Regions from separate parts of the Mus musculus genome. Here region 1 is linked to region 2. Evidence: chromatin contacts called from public Hi-C data. All regions are on one chromosome and are shown on one strand. Each heading gives the region's core, a stretch centred on a gene start, on an enhancer-like site or on the middle of the called end of the contact. The rest is flanking DNA. Distances are from core to core; before and after follow the strand shown. Region 1 overlaps Sirpa (signal-regulatory protein alpha). Region 2 overlaps F830045P16Rik (RIKEN cDNA F830045P16 gene).

Region 1 (4,652 bases), core at 1,742-4,241, 150 kb after region 2:
GCCACGTATGAGGAGCTTAGGCAGAGGAAACCATAGCCTCTGAAGAGACATGTGAGCAGGGACCTGAAGCTCGGGGCTCTCACACAGGCCTAGCATGCTTGGACAAGAGAACAGGTAGAACCACACCTGAGGTTGGGAGGCCCAACTGACTGGGCACAGGAAGGCAAGAAACGAAGAAGCTCATGCAGTCATGTGAGCTTCACCTGTTTTGGAGAAAGGCTTTTCTGGCTTGTAAGATGGGTCCTGGTGCTCCCCGGAAGAGTAGGACAGCATCCCAGAGTCTGTTGTGTGAAGGTGCCAGCGTGAAATATAAAACTGTAGATGGCTTCATATCAGTTCAGGTGAAGCTGTGTCCTCATGAGCTGGGCAGATCTTTCTGTCCTTCCTCCATCATCCTCCCTCTCTCTGTCCCTTCCCCCTCCCTCCCTCCCTCCCTCCTCCTTCTGGAGTTAAGAATTGAACTGCGGATCTGGAGCAGCAGAAGCCAGTGGTATAGAGCTTGCGACTGTAGAACTCGCGTGGTTCCATGGAAAGATGTGATCTAGCTTTTATTTTATAAGTATCGCCTTCTCCATGTGTAGAAGCTGGGCAACAGATGAGGTGGAGCCAGAAGGGCCAGTGAGGGATGACTGGACTGCTCTAAGCAGATGGTGAAGGCTTGAGCCAAGGGGAATGTGAGCTAAGAAGTGGTCAGACTCTAGCTATACTTTAAAGATGACTTGCTGATGAACTGGTTGTAGTGTCAAGGACAACTCATGTTTGGGGACAGGGAGGAGTCTGTGTCCTGGTTGGAGGACCATCAGTAGTAGAAACTGTGGTTGCACATAGCAGGAGTATCTCACCTACCTTCAGGGGCTCTGGGAAGCTTCACCTGCCCATGTCTGCCCAACAAGAGAGTGCACAATCCCCTTGGGATGAACCTGGCTCCTGTTTTGGTCTCCCTGGCAGCCTCCTGAACGACCCTGTCCAACCTCACAGCCTCCACCCCTGAACACGCACATCACTGTACTGTCCCCGGCTCTTGCCCCCGCCCCACCCCGCTCCCACTCCCCCAGGAATCCTGTTCTCTCACCCTCACTCTGCTTGCTACATTCCTTCACCTGGCCCAGTCTTTTCTAGGAGCAAAACTTGTCTCTCTCATCTGCTCAGAGACCTTCTGTTGCTTTCTGTGGGCCTTCAAGGTCAAGTCCAAAGGCCTTGGGCCTATCCCCTGTGAACACACTGTTAGTTCTGGCCAGCCCCGAGACCTCAAACAGGCCTTTCCTCCATCCTGCCACATATGGGCTCCAGCTTTCCTCCTAGCCCACTCACATTGCCTCTTCCACACACGTGCCATCCCAGGGTTGTATAGGCTCTGGGGACACAGTGGGTTCTGCAAACGACTCCTCTGGAGTTGGCATCTTTCTTTCACCTAATCTTCCTCAGGGATGCCAGTACTCTCAGGCCTCCCGTGAGCCTCTGATGCTCTGTCCGGACATCCTGGTATGCCTGAAGCAGCTCTGGGCCTGTCTGTGTTTTCTCAACCACATCTCTTGAGCACAGGGACTGTGTCCCTCCTGCTCACAGCCAGCAGCTAGTGCTTTGAGTGGCATCCCTGGGATGGGGTAAATTTTCTATAAAGGCGAATGAAAGAATGACTGAGTGGTTACATCCCTCAGCTCTGCAGCGCCTGCGAGCTCTGAGTCCCTGGAACTCCTTCCCTGTGGGAGGGGTCGCTGTCTGGTTTTTCTGTTGTTCTCACTTGCCTTACTTTGTTAGATAGTCAGTTCTGGCAGACAGTGACACCATGAGATGACAGCAGCAGTCACAGCTTCTGTTTAGTGAGCACTTACTGTGTCCCACGCCCATCTGCCCCTTTACTCATGTCATCCCACTGGTGAGCGTGAGTTTCTCTTGCTATCCTACCATCTTCATATCCTGGAAGGACAAGGGCTTCCCAGACTTGTGAGTAGCTGAAGCCTCGGGGCTGTTCACACACAAACCCAACCTGAGCCTGCGATCCAGACTCCATGGCATCCTTTGGGAGCCCCTGCCCCAGGAGATTATCACAGCTCCCCTTCCTGTGGTCGGGGCAGCCAGGATCTGAGGTATCAGTATGGTGCTAAGATGGCCCAGGTCTGTGCAGGATTTCTGGTACCGACACCGGCATTTCTCCATTGATGCTCCGCTGCCTCCCGCCACCTGGTCCTTCCTCCAGAGAAGCAGGACATTTTCTGCCCTTTCATATCATTCCAGTGTTAGTCTACCCAGGGAGCTAAATCACTAGCTTCTTTCATGTCTCTAGACCAAAGTGATGGTGGGGAGCAAGCTTTAATGGTGGTTTCCTGGGCAGCGGTGGCTCTAGCCCAGCATGAGATCAAATACTTTCTGAAAGACATTGGTGCTGGTGTAGGACACGGGCCTAGCACCTCAGAGAGGGTGATGGGGATCCTGTGCCTTTGAACTCAAAGGACCCTGCAGGCTGCTGGCTGGCCATGGGCCCAGCCTTCTGACAGAACAGTTATCCCCGCCCACACGAGAGCGTTGTCTGCTCTTTTATTGGGCACTGGGGTTCATGTGGACGGCTATTGTTTAACTGTGACAAGTTCACTGCATTTATTCTCAGAATACCAGGACTACCCCAGCTGTTTATTTGTTTTGGATTGAGCTCAGCTCGGAGCCAGACTTGAGTGGCACTAGGGAAACCCAGTGAGAAAACACTCAACCATTCATTCGTCAAGTATTTACGGAGGGAGTTGTAAGCCATAGGCTAGCCCAGGACAAGGTGCTAGGGTTTTGTTGTCCCTTGGGAGGCAGCTTGCCATGCAAGCTAGAAGCTTAATAATCGATGTGGAGCAAGAGCTAGGAAAAAAGACAAAATGACCAGAGCCCAGGGGCGATTAGGGAGTGCTCCCTACGCAGGCAGCAGTGGATGAGAGCTTCCGTGTGGGGTTACTGGGCAGAGTACACTAGACAAGGAATAGCTAATGCCAAGGGCTTGAGGGAGGAGCATTGGTAAGGCTGCATTCGCTGGAGCACAGGGAAGAAAGCCTAGAGGGGGCAGGGAAGGGCTGTGCAGAACCTCACCAGACAGGATGTGGAAGTGTGGAAGTGGACTGCACTGTATACGGTGAGGTTTCTGTACAGAGCAATAACTGCTTCTGCTGGTGCCTCTCCTCCTCCCCCTTTTCTTTTTCTTCTCTTCCTCCTTCTCCTGTTGTTTTGTTTTGAAGTGGGAGTCTCAAAGCCCAGGCAGGCCTTAAACTTGAAACCCTGAGTCAGCCTCCTGAGTATTGGGATTATGGGGATGAGCCAACACCCCTGGTTTTCACTTATCCATTATAAATGTAAGAAATGGAGGCAGAGAAACCAAGACCTTTCACAGCCTGAGGACCTGGGACCAGCACGATAAGATAACCAAATAGCAGAGTCTGATGTAGCTTTTGGAGATGGCCGGTTAGCCTTGTGGTGCTTGTATAAGGAAGAGAAGAATCCAGGATGTATCCCACGCTCGTCTGGATCCCTCGTGAGTAATGGTGGTGCCAATTTTAAAGCAGAACAGACAAATGCTTACGGTGTGGAATACTGCTCTGAAAGACAGGAATGACCTCCTGAGAACAGAGTTTGGGAGTTCTGTGAAGGTTCAGATAAGGCTGTTTAAAATAGGGTTTCAGCCGAGCACCGTGGTATATGCTTTTAATCCCAGCACTTGGGAGGCAGAGGCGAGTGGATCTCTGTGAGTTCAAGGCCAACCCAGGCTACAAAGTGAGACCCTGTCTCCAAAGAAAAGTGTTAAAATAGGACTTCAAAGATCTGAAGGGAGAGTTCTCTGTGCAGAGGCCTTGGGGCTGTTTGACAGGCGCTAGCTTCAAGGTTGGGTGCCTGTGCCTATGTGCTAAGGCATTGTGGCAAGGAGGAACAGAAAGCAGAGAGGAAGATATGCAAGAAGATGTGAGGTTGCCATAGAGAAGCAGCCACACCAACCCAACACTGCTGGTGAAGCCTTCCAGGGAGGAAACACATCGTTAAGTCTTAAAGGATACATATACGTTGACAGAGAGAAAAAGTAGTAAGGACTTTGTCCTGAATAGTTTCGTGCCAGCTTGACACAAGCTAAAGTCATCTGAGAGGAGGGAACCTCAATTGAGAAAATACCTCATTAAGATTGGGCTGTAAGCAAGCTTGTGGGGCGTTTTCTTAATTAGTGATTGATGGGGGAGGGCCCAGCTCATTGTGGGTGGTACCATCCCTGGGTAGGTGTTTTGGGGTTCTACAAGAAAGCAGGCTAAGCAAGCCATGAGGAGCAAGCCGGTAAGCAGCACTTCTCCATGGTTTCTACACCAGCTCCTGCCTCCTTTGAGTTACTGTCTTGACTTCCTTCAGTGATAACAGTGATGAGGGAGCATAATTTCAGTAAAATCTTTCCTCTCCGGGTTGCTTTAGTCATGGTGTTTCATCCCAGCAATAGTAACCATAGGAAGGAGAGAGTGAGCCAAGGCTCTCGCCGAAGCAGAAAAATGCAAAGCAGCTGCAGCCCTCATGCATGGGACATGGGACAGTGTAAGAGTGGCTAAGTGAGCAGGCTCAGCAGTGTGTGTGTGTGTGTGTGTGTGTGTGTGTGTGTGTGTGTGTGTGTCTAGTGACTGGATATGAACCAAACAAGCAACAGGGAC
Region 2 (4,666 bases), core at 241-2,740:
CCATTCAACTGCAAAATCTGGCCAAATTCAAACATAAGCCTGTTCTTCCTCCAAGAGCTGGGGAGGGAGGCATGCAGAAGAGGAGCCTACACTATAAAGCCACAGGCCTGGGCTCTCAGCCATCACCGAAGTTTTAAGTATTTGATTGTGGGTGCTGAATAGTATAGACAGATATGATATTTCAAGAAAAGTAAATACCTTCCAATAGGATTTGAGAAGCGTTTTGTGACAATGCTAAGGTCTACATTCTCAGGTGACAAAGAGAGACATACAGAAACACCATGTTTAGTTTGTAATCTGACAGCTGCATTGTAAGTCTAGTGCTGCTGGCTGTCACTCATATCAGAGCCCGTGCCACCTTCCAGCTCTCAAAGTGTGAGATAACAATCAGTGGAAACACTTCTACCCAGTAAGTGCTCCATGGCTGATATGCAGTAAGTGCTCCATGGCTGCTGATATGCAGTTAATGCTATGTGGGTGATATGCAGTAAGTGCTCCATGGCTGATATGCAGTAAGTGCTCCATAGCTAATATGCATTAGGTTCTCTGAGGATACTAACCAAACAGAACAGGCATGTGAGTAGATATACTTAGGAGCCAGGGTGTTGAGTAAAGGGATTTGGGAAAGCTTGCCATAGCTACAAAGATATGTTAACATTAAATAGAAAAAGGCCTTGATGGAGAGAGAGAGACAGAGAGAGAGAGAGACAGAGACAGAGAGAGAGACAGAGAGAGACAGAGACAGAGACAGAGAGAGAGAGAGACCCTAGCAGACCCTGTGGTGTCTGTCACTGTTGATGCCATGCTGTCATGAGGTCCACCTTCAAGTGACAGTTAGATATATTGAGTGCAGGTGTAGGGGAAAAATAAGACAGAAAAGGAAATCCACAGTATGAACTAATTAGCAAGTCACATTTATATAAGTATGCATACATATATGATGGTCACAAAGAGATCGTGAAGTTGAAGGGGAATGGGGGATGTAGGAGGAGCTGGGGGAGGGGTGCGGAGTGGAAATGAAGTTAACGCAGCAGTCATGTATACACTTACAATAGAAATAAGATAAAAAAAATTGTAAAAATGATGCAACTTGCTTCCCATCAAAAGGCACCCATCCATTTGGAGTTTAGCACCCAGGTCTGTGTGTCCCATTGGATGGATAGTTCTCTTATTTCTATTGGACAACAGAAATGGGACCCAAAGAAATGTAAAGGTGAGTGAGATTATTACCTCTGAGAATTCTTACAGCAACCAGAAAAAGGCTGGTTCTGCCATAGGTCGAGATAGAAATCAAGGTGGAAGCTTGCTATGAGAATGGGCTGCCCAGCAAGCCCACATGCTGCCTTACCCCTGGCTTGTCTATGCCTTACCTATTACTCTATCTGTCTCTGACTGCACACCTGCATAAACGTGTCAGAGTATGAAGTATGTTTCTCTGGATCCCAGAAACAAGGAAGTTCTGGATTGCAATGTCACAGTGCCCTCTTGTGGGAGAAATACTACGAATCACGAACGTGTGAAATAGAGTAGAAACAGAAGAAATTACCATCAGGACCATGTGTGCATAGAAAAAAAAAAAAGTAAAATGAGGAGAAAGAAAGAGGTGACAAGAGGGTGTCACACCTATCTTGTGTGACTCTTTTTCCTGGCTCAGGGGGTCAGTAATTCTGGGTCTCTTCAAAGTTGATTTCTAGAAACATCCAGCTGAATTCACTGTCTTGATTAATTGCCTTCCCAGAAATTATTTGGAGCCCAGCTTAACTGTGGTAATTTCTTGCAACCAAGGGTTAAGGAGAAAATTTTGCAATATAATGAGGGCAGCAAAGGAGAGTCATTTCTTGGTGGAAGTATCTGAAAGAAGGGGCATACAGTGGGAGTGGCTCTTCAAGAGCATCCTCTCTGGGAAGGGGCTTCCTTTCTCCACGTTCATTAGGGGTTCCCGAGTCTCTAGCCCTTTAGCCACAATGCCCTGAGGACATGAAGGAAACAAGGCACTTACCTCTGATCTTCCTGGGAGCTCCCAGGGTGATGCTGTTCTTAACTGGAGGCTGGTCATCCTGGATCACCCAGCAGACAAAGTCAGTCTTATTCAATATGGCATCTACCTGTAATGTGTGCTGTAGAGAGTAAGTCCCATCAGAGTTTCTGGTGGTCTGAGGAAGTTCCATGGTCGGGATCTTGTGCCCATTCTTAGTCCAGATGAGGTCCATGTTTTGGGGATAGAAGTGGTTTACATGGCAAGTCAGGTTCACTTTTTGATGCACATGATCTTGGATCTCTGGGTCTTCAGTGGTGATCTTCAGTGTTGGGATAACTAGACAGGAACAATAAGTAAGCCTAGGGAAAAATCTTGGCATTGACTTATCCACCTGTCTCAGGGTCACTCAGATTGATTGATTGATTGATTGATTTTTGATTGATTGATTGATTGGTTGGCTGGTTGGTGGAATCCTAAGAATTTCAAGGTGATCTTGGACTCATTATATAGACAGGATGATCCTGAACATCATATCCTTCTGCCTCCACTACGATATTTCTTCAGCCCCCCTTTTCTTGTCTTATAATCCAGCCAGTCTAATTTGTGCTGCCTACATCCTCATGGATGTGGGACACTGGAACATGCTTGACCTATCAGGCCCATGCCCTTCAAGAAAACTCACTCTCATTTCTTCAGAATCAAGCTGTCAGGATCTCTACAGCTATGGGGCAGGACCTTCTGAGGACCTTCATCCTTGAATGTCAAGTGGCTTCAACTTGTGCAATTCCTGAACAGTTAGTTACTCTGAGTTCATGAGTGAAGAGAGATCATGAGGTCACTTGTTTTTTTAAATGAACAATTTCTATATGTTTGGTGCAAGACAAATAGGGACAAGAATAAATACTCATGAAACATAGCTGGAGACACATGGGTATCTAATCTGATCTGAGTTTTCAATATTCCATATCATGATATATAATTGCAAGAATTATTAAGGTGAATTGCCCCACAGGACCAGGTACTCTCCAAGCACAGCACCTGTAGCAGTGCCTGGCACATTAGCTGTTCATTATTCATTGAGTAAATTACTCAATACTGAATGTTTCCCAGAGCTCAGGACCTTATTTATAGAAGACAAGCACTCCACCACTGAAGTGCATCCTCGGCTCTCTTTCACTTATTTTGTTTTGTTTAGTTTTATTTTATTTCACTAAATTGTTACGGCTAGCCTCGAACTCAATCTTAATCCTCACAGGTCTAGAGGTTGTTATATACTGCCTAGACTTACCAAGGAGCTGAGATTACATGTCTTATGCCACCAACTATAGAAATATTAAAATATTAACAATGATATAAATAAGACACGTGTGATCAGAGAGAAACACTAGGCCATATAATAGCAAGGCCAAACAGTCCTAGACATTTTACAATGTATTGGGCAAAGTTCTTGGTGTTTTGGAAGGAACAATTAGCTTAATCTTCAGAGGAAACTTACAAAGTAGGTGTTGTTTTTATTCCATTTTGGGGGGCAGAAAAAAACTGGGGCACAGAATATTTAAAACACAAGGACAATATTCTGTAGCCTATGACACAGCTAAGAAAGATCAAAGCCCAGCTGAACAGCCCATGAAACCTGTACTTTTAATCCATATTCATGTGCTCAAGGTTGGCATTGATCAATTTCTGCTCCCCATTTGTAAAATGGGGTTTTGAGCAAACGCTCCATGCCTGCAGTATGGTCCCAACACATAGTTCACTGATCACTCACCTCGGAGAACTTGAGAAAGATTAATGGTCATTCTTAGGGGCTCTTTGAGGTCTCCATGGGTGACTTCACAGGTGATCTGAGACGAGATATCTTGCTTGGTCAGGGTCACCCATGCTTTGCTTCTGAGAGAGTAAGAGTCATTGTTGACATGTACCACGTGTGTGGTTGAGGCTGGATGTTCATTGTTGTTCCTCAACCAGTTGACACTGAGGTTCATGGACCTGAAAGGGGCAGCAGTACAGAGAAAAAACACTGAACTGGAAGGGGTTGTCCTCTGATCTGGGCCTATCAGGGTGATGAAAGGCTTCCCAACTGAAACAAAACAAAGAATACAAAGCAGTTACTCTTCCTTCTCAGGGTTGAAGGAACCAATATGCAAGAGCATGCCAACCCTCCCAAGGCCTGTCCCATAGAGAATGAGAACTGTCTCTAGACAGTTCTCTAGAAGTCAGCCTTTCAGAGACTTAGAGCAATGGCTTCCTCAAGTCAACATACATTCCAGTGCACGCATACTAGGGGAGCATATACTATGTATCTGACTTTGAGGAGGGAGTGCAAATGGACCATAACAAGCAACTGGCAAACAAAATATGACTTCTATGAGGGAATGGATGTCCTCAGGAGACTCAATATGTACAAAGATAGAAAAATGAGGAGTCACTCTGAAAGGGTGATTGAAACAGGGCTTTCTGTACTAAAACTAAAAAAACTGAAGAATAAAATACTTATTCCTATATAAGAGGACACAGAAATGACATTTGGCAACTGAGGAGAGAGAGAGTGTAATGCTTGGGTATATACCAAATAAATGGATCTTATGACCCAGCTGTACCACTCTTTGGCTGTCTTAGGCAGCAAGTCTTTAGGAGGCTTAAAAAAACATAAGGTCTACTGCAAAACTGTAACATTGCTTCCCACAA

Evidence for each region. A called contact is a pair of places that touch in the nucleus more often than the background predicts.
Region 1: a Hi-C map of bone marrow-derived macrophages shows a contact between it and region 2, with 41 read pairs. The contact joins two enhancer-like sites. A contact is called at or near these places in 1 of 484 Hi-C or Micro-C datasets (bone marrow-derived macrophages), 1 of 115 datasets of contacts at active chromatin or transcription factors (embryonic stem cells) and 2 of 9 other capture datasets (adipose tissue and embryonic stem cells).

What each region holds. Positions count from the first base shown.
Region 1 is chr2:129,622,175-129,626,826 of GRCm38.p6, forward strand. The region is part of intron 7 of Sirpa (signal-regulatory protein alpha); the gene reads left to right. Among named protein-coding and RNA genes, the nearest start is that of Sirpa, 32 kb to the left of the region's middle. Within about 2 kb of position 2,992, at least 51 of the 459 cell types and tissues checked have an H3K27ac peak or open chromatin away from gene starts, as enhancers often do. A contact at or near this core is called in bone marrow-derived macrophages, where this site is marked.
Region 2 is chr2:129,470,636-129,475,301 of GRCm38.p6, forward strand. It overlaps F830045P16Rik (RIKEN cDNA F830045P16 gene), which reads right to left. Exons shown (of 7, transcript NM_177653.3): 2 at 3,747-4,058; 3 at 2,000-2,314. Among named protein-coding and RNA genes, the nearest start is that of Gm14040, 43 kb to the right of the region's middle. Within about 2 kb of position 1,491, at least 1 of the 459 cell types and tissues checked has an H3K27ac peak or open chromatin away from gene starts, as enhancers often do. A contact at or near this core is called in bone marrow-derived macrophages, where this site is marked.